Linked DNA regions of Mus musculus: region 1 is linked to region 2. Evidence: chromatin contacts called from public Micro-C data. All regions are on one chromosome and are shown on one strand. Each heading gives the region's core, a stretch centred on a gene start, on an enhancer-like site or on the middle of the called end of the contact. The rest is flanking DNA. Distances are from core to core; before and after follow the strand shown. Region 1 holds the start of Tbc1d30 (TBC1 domain family, member 30). Region 2 holds the start of Hmga2 (high mobility group AT-hook 2).

Evidence for each region. Hi-C and Micro-C count contacts between places; a contact is called where the count stands out from the background.
Region 1: a Micro-C map of embryonic stem cells shows a contact between it and region 2, with 2.5 times the contacts expected there. The contact joins the promoter of Tbc1d30 here to the promoter of Hmga2 in region 2. A contact is called at or near these places in 1 of 39 promoter capture datasets (embryonic stem cells), 1 of 484 Hi-C or Micro-C datasets (embryonic stem cells) and 1 of 9 other capture datasets (embryonic stem cells).

The regions. Positions count from the first base shown.
Region 1 is chr10:121,349,868-121,353,245 of GRCm38.p6, forward strand. It overlaps Tbc1d30 (TBC1 domain family, member 30), which reads right to left and starts at 1,777. Exons shown (of 13, transcript NM_001361015.1): 1 at 1,150-1,777. The coding sequence starts at 1,510.
Region 2 is chr10:120,474,902-120,478,227 of GRCm38.p6, forward strand. Hmga2 (high mobility group AT-hook 2) reads right to left here and starts at 1,568. Exons shown (of 5, transcript NM_010441.3): 1 at 1,052-1,568. The coding sequence starts at 1,162.

The sequences.
Region 1 (3,378 bases), core at 527-3,026, 880 kb after region 2:
CACAGCCAGGTAATTACATAAAATAAAATGTCTGCAGCCAAAGGTGTTGGGGAACGTGGGGGGGGGGTCACTTGGAAGCTGAGAATTGTTTACACAGGTAGGAGCAAACAGACAGATTTTTTCTTTTTCTGTTTTTTTTTTTTTCCTGGAACCAGCTAGACTGGATACAGCAAGTACAAGAAGACTGTATAATTCTCTCTATTCCCCACCCCCATGGTCATTTAGCACAAGGACAATATTGCAAGAAATGTGATAGTGGCTGGCCTTCTGTTCCCCACACTTTAGTACATTTTGTAAATTGAGGTTTTCCCAGATCTATGCAAAAAGACAACTACACTAGTCCCGATGCCTGAAATATAAGCTATCATTATTGAGAAAAAAAAAATTTTTTTTTCGACCAGAATTTGAGTCTCAGAATTTGATAACGGAAGAAACATCAAATCAGCCTATGATCCGAGGAAACCAGGCCATTTCTCAGCTGCACTCTCTGGGCAGGTGAACGGTAGCAGTTGTTAAATGCACCGTGAAGGCCAAGCGCTCAGACTTCACTCAGTCCTGAGACCCAGATTAAAGCAGAGCTGCTGGGGACTCACACTCTGACAGGCACGGAATTCACGCGCTCTGCTGCGAACTGCATTATCGAATTATTCTGCCTCACTAGTTAAAAATCCCTGTCCAAGCGGCGTGGCTAGGGAAGGGGGTGGGGTGGGAAGCCCTAGAAGTCGGCTCTCTTCTCCCAGGGTCCTCTAGGAAATTTCTAGTAAGCACGGAAGAAACGCCAAACTAGTCCTAACAGCTGTTCAGGTAAAGTTAAGAGTCTACACTGCCCCTAGCTTCGGACTTCTGAGAGGCGTGGGGGAGGTGGAAAGACTCGACCACGCTCCGAGCCACCCTAGCAGAGGGGGAGGGGCTGGGCATTAGGAAATGTCTAGGGAAAGAGTGACAGAAGAGTCCCGAGTCAGATGAAAGGAGACTCCACACTCTCCGGGTGTGCGGGCAGAGCGGCAGCGCACAGGTGGCGCAGGTGGGCAACTAGCACAGGTGGTCAAGCGGGCCAGGTGGCGCAGGTGGGCAACTGGAGCAGATAATGCAAATGGCGCAGTGGGGCAGGTGGCACAGATAGGCAGGAGTCCCCGCGCCCTCGCTCACCTTTCCGCTGCAGGTACTGCATCTGGAGCCGCAGGCTCGGGCGCTCCCGCAGCTCCTGCAGCACTCGGGAGTCGCCAGCGCCGCGGCCGCCCAGGAATGCGTCGGAACCCGAGGTCTCGGTGGAGCTGTCCAGGCTGTCCCTTCGCAGGGGGCGGCCCTGGGACGCACGGTCCCCGCCGGCTGCCACCTCCTCCTCCTCGGTGCAGCTGTAGAGCTCGGTGAGCAACCCGCTCACTAGGGACGCCGTGCGGCTCGTGCGGCCGTCGGGCTGCGGCTCCAAGTCGCCCTCGTCCGCCGGGTGCCCCGCCGCCTCCTCGGATTGCTGCGGGTCCCACGTCCTGCCCGCTGGAAGGACCTCCATGGCTCGAACCGCCGCGGCGCCCGCCAGTTCCGGGAGGGCGCGGCCACGCGGGCAGCAAAGAGTCCCCAGCAGGGGTCGAAATGCCAACCAATGGGCGGAGGACCGGAGTTCCGGCTTCACGTCCGCGGGCGCCGCGCCCGAATCCTTCCCACCTGACCCGGAGCGTCCAGGAGACTCCACAAAAACCTGACTATCTGGCAAGTCCTGGGATTTGAGTGACGTTGTGAACTTTTTTCCTCCAATAAAAGACCTGGATTCAGAACAACTAAATTCCGTGACACTTGATTGTGGGTTTAATAGACCTTCCTGAGTTGGCCGAGCTAACAAAAGTCGCCAGAGCTGGTTTTGATGGTGAATTCGAGTTTATGGGAGTTTTATCTTTTTCCTTTAAAAAAGAAAAAGAAAAAATGTGTATTATTGCTGCGCACTCATCCCAGGATGTGCCTGTGGAGACCAGCGGTCAGGCAACACTGTGCAGCCGGTTTTTCTCCTTCCAACTTTTAACTGGGTTCTGGGAATCAAACTCCCGGCTTTAAATGGGTTCAGGGGGTCAAACTCGGGTTGGCAAGCTTGTTAGACAAGTACTTCTGCCTGGCGAGCCCTCTCTCTAGCTCCTCGGAGAGATCTGTCTTTACACTAGACTTCGGAAGAATTTTTGATTACCTTCCCCTTGGATAACTTTGTGAACTTAGTCACATTGATCATCAGTTTAACCCTGTGGTGTCCTCGCTTTTCGGTGAGAGCCTTGCAGCCAAGAGGTTCAATGACTTGCCAGGAAGGAAGCTTGAACTTTTCTTAGTGTCTGCCTCTCATTAGACAGAAATACTCCTCAGCCTGAAGCTGTTAATTGTCTGTACATCTAGGGCTTCTAAAGGAGAGTGGCAGCCGGGCATGGTGGCGCATGCCTTTGATCCCAGCACTCGGGAGGCAGAGGCAGGCGGATTTCTGAGTTCGAGGCCAGCCTGGTCTACAAAGTGAGTTCCAGGACAGCCAGGGCTATAAAGAGAAATCCTGTCTCCAAAAACCAAAGAACAGTGGCAGGCTTCCTGTTTATTTACACTTCTTACGTGGTGGGGCACAGCCTGATGTCCTTAACCACTACCAACAAAATACTTTGAAATTTGAGCTACTGTGAGTTATAAAAGCACCAGTTTTATGACGTTGTATGTATGCCCTAAGCATACAGAATTTGAACATATACTGGAGGGGCCGAGAGATGGCTCAGCAGTTAAAAGTACCAGCTTTTAAATTTTTTTAAATATTAAATTATTTAATATATAGCAAGATGGATCAGCAAGTAAAGGCACATTTGCCATCAACAACCTGTGCTTGATCCCTGGTACCCACAAAGTAGAAGCAAAGATCCCCCTTGTAAAAAGTTGCCCTCTGACCTCCATATGCATACCATAAGACACACGCACAAGAATAAAGAAATGGTGGGCTGAAGAGATGGCTCAGCGGTTAACAGCACTGACTGCTCTCCAGAAGGTCCTGAGTTCAAATTCCAGCACCACATGGTGGCTCACAACCATCCAAAAATGAGCTCTGACGCCCTCTTCTGGCGTGTCTGAAGACAGCTACAGTGTACTTACATAAAATAAATAAATAAGAATAAAGAAATGTCAACCTGTTCATGGATTACAAGAAAAAGATGAATAAACTGCTACCACACCGATTCTTTTAAAGAGATTTTTCTCCCTGTTGCCTGTGGCATGAGTGAAGGAATCCATGGGCCCTTCATCAGAGAAGGATCTTTGCAGCACACCAGACTTCCCCAGGGAGCAAATACGGCAACTGTTTCTCTTTTCTCAGTAGATATTCCCTGGTTTCTCTCCATTTGCCTCCACTAGGGACCCGCTTCAACATTT
Region 2 (3,326 bases), core at 318-2,817:
TTTACTGTTCTCAATAGACGCGTCCTTAGGCTTGGAAATTGCTGCGAACGTCCCAACCCCCTGCCCGCCCGCCCGCCCGCCCCCGGCCCTGGGCGCTGCGCACAACTCTGCAACAGCCGGCTTGCACTCTTAATTGGTTGCATCCGCAGACAAAACCCTCCATTCCGCGGGGTCCTGGGTGCCCCTCGACCGTCCCTTCCCAGCCCCCAGCCACTCGCCCAAGAGGAAGCTAAAACTTGGGCTGCTCAGAGGAGCGGGATCGAGGAGCCAAAGAGGGACCCGACTCCTGGCGGGGAAGCGACCCTGGCTACCGTGCACTTTCCTTCCAGAGCTCCCTGGGCGAAGCGCGTTTCCCGGGCCCGCGGGGGCCTGGGATCCTCCGGGATCCTTTCCCCGCCAGCCCCGGCGGCTGTAGCAGCTCGGCAGGCATTTAAATATCCTCGGGAGGAGCACCAGGCGGGCAGTCGGCTCCGCACGCGTTCTTTGTCGGGAGGGCGCGAGCCTTGGGCCATGGAGTGTGGGGAGGGCACCGAGGGGGCGGCCGCGGCGCATCAGCCTCCTACGGGAAGGCGGCCCCGAGAAGCCGGAGAAAGCCGCGGGTCTAAGAGCTTCGGACTCGCAGTCCTGCCCCTCCTGAACTCCCCAGTCCCCCCAGTCGCCAAAGCGGCTGACAAAGCGACGCTTTTATTCTTTGGGACCCCCGAGGCTCGATGCCCCCCCCCCGAGCCACGCCGCGCCGCTCCGGGGCTGCGCACAATAGCGAAAGTCCCTGTCCACGATTCGCGCGACCCCACCTCCACCGGGTGGCTACGGCTCGCCGCGGGACCCCAGCTCTTGGAGCCGGGGAGCGCGGGTACCCGGAGAGACTGCGCCGCGCACTCTCCAGGGGAACTCGGTCTCCCGCCCCACCTACACCCGGGTGGCAGGCGGGCTAGCTTGCGCTGCCGTAGCCGCTGCGCTCCCGCGCTCCGGTCGCCCGGCGTGTCGCGGGGCCCCGGGGGCAGAGGCGTCGCGGGTGGGCTGAGTGGCCCCTCCGCGTCGGCGTACTGACTTGCTGCTGCTTCCTGGGTCGGCCGCGTCCTCGCTTCTGTGGCACCGGGGCGGCAGGTTGTCCCTGGGCTGATGTGGACGGCTGCCCGGCGCCCTCACCGCGTGCGCTCATCCTGCCTCCCGCCGCCGCTACCACTGCCTCTACCGGTACCGCCGCTGCAGCCGCTCGGCCTCCGCCGCCCCGAATCCGCCCAGCACCTTTCGGGAGACGGGATGTAGAGAGCTGGAGAGGGCAAGAGCGGCGAGAGCAGGCGAGCTGGCGAGTGCGCCGGGGACTACTGCTGCTGCTTAGGCTGCCGCCGCTGCCACCATCAACACCGGACGTCCAGCGGCTGCCAAAAAGAGAGAGGGGAGGAGGAAGAGAGGAGGAGGAGAGGAGGAGGAGGAAAGGAGGAGGCGCTGCGGGCAGTGGGTGGCGGAGGTAGAGGTGGAGGTAGGGAGAGGAGGCGGGAAGCGAAGGAGAGGGAAGAGTTGGAGGCGGAGAGGGTTGCTCTCTCCGCAAAGGCTCGGGAGTTGCGGGTACTGGGACGCTCGGCAGCGGCTTGGAGAGGGAAGAGACTTGGAGTGAATTGTGTCCCTTGAAATGTTAGGCGGGGAAAGAATTCCGCCTCCTCTCCCCCACCCCAGAGGGAGAGAGAGGGAGGGGGGCGGGAAGGAGAGACAGAGACGCAGAGAGCCAGAGAGAGACACAGAGAAGAGGGACAGAGACAGAAACTCAGAGAGAGACAGAGACAAAGAGACAGAACGGGACAGAGATAGAGACTGACTAGTGCGGTCAGAAACCGAGGAGAGAGTGGAAGTTTCTGCCAGGATCCGGTAGGGCGCCCAGCTCAGCTCTAGCAAGGAACAGAGCAGTGGGTGGCACCGCGCCTCCTCGGGTGGCGGGGTCAGGCGGCGGCACTGCACAGATGCAGAGGGACAAGCTGCTGGCCTCTGCGCTCTGCACCCGGAGCCCAAGTTTTGCCCGTGCTGCAAGTTTTCAGAGTTCCTGCCCGGGATTCAAGAGGGATGAGTGTGTGCGTGCGTGTGCGTGTGTGTACACGCGCGCTCGCACTTGCGGAGGGGGTGGCGGGAACGGGGAGTGCCCACCTCTGATCGTGGGCGGATAAAGGGGAGGGGGCTGCAGGAGAAGCAAGAGGAGGGGGCAGGCCAGGCGGACAGCCGAGCCCAGGCGCCTGGCCGCGGGCCAGAGGCAGCGTTCGAAACACAACTGCCTCGAAGGCGGCGGCGCCCGGTTGCCACCCGGAGCCCCGGCTCACGTGCTCCCGCCAGCAGTGGGGTTAAAAAGACAGGGCCTAGGCTCTCCTGCCGGATCGCCGCTGGAGGCCACCCCTGAGCGGCTGTCCTAGGAAGGCGAAAGAAAATGACTATCTCAGAGTCACCCTGGAGAGCTTGGCTTCTACCTGTGCTTCCACCGAGGGTTGCCCGAAGTTTCCGGAAGCATTCAGGGTCAACCGCCGCTGTCTACTATTTCAGCCCCGGGAAAAGAGCGACCAAGGAGTCGGAGCGCCCCTTGCGACCCCCCCCCCCCCCCCGCTCCACTGAGAAATGCCCTCACCCCAGAGTGCACGGGCCGGCGCACAAACAAGCGTGCACAAAGATACACGGGCCCACGCGTGTGATCGCAGACAAGCTTGCACGAAAATTCATGTGTGCGCGCACACACACTTCACTGGCAAGCAGGCATGCAAACAAACCCGTGCTTAAGCACACACTACCAGACACACGATGGTGCCAGTAAGCACATTCGCAACAAAAGCACACACTTGCACACTATACACAGGAACACCGAGTGTGCCAGCTCCTTTATCGAGGTCCCCTCCCCCAGGACTGACTCCTGGAGCAGGCGCTGCACCCCCGTGCTGGGACGCCCATAACTCTATGGGATATTACCGATCACTTATCCTTCCACCGCACCAATTGCCTGAAGTTTGCCTTCATTTTAACCTTCTCCCTCAGAATTCCTTTCTGCCAAGTCCTAATTTTATAGCCTGGGCTGTTTCTAAGTTATGTGAACACCATCGTGGCCACAGTCAACTTTTTTGAAAGGCGTAAAACGTTCTAAAAGGCACCTCTTTCTCATCCTTGAATAACACAAATCTGAAAGGGGGAAGAAAGAAAATCTTAGGGTCAGATTTTCCCACATCGCACCCAAAATTGTGTTGGACTGACTCCAGAATAAAAATGTTCACCCAGTGAAGTTTTTTTTTTTTTTTCTTACAAAGATACGGAACACCGTGGAATAAAAACGCCTTCTTTACAGCCCTAACGCCGGG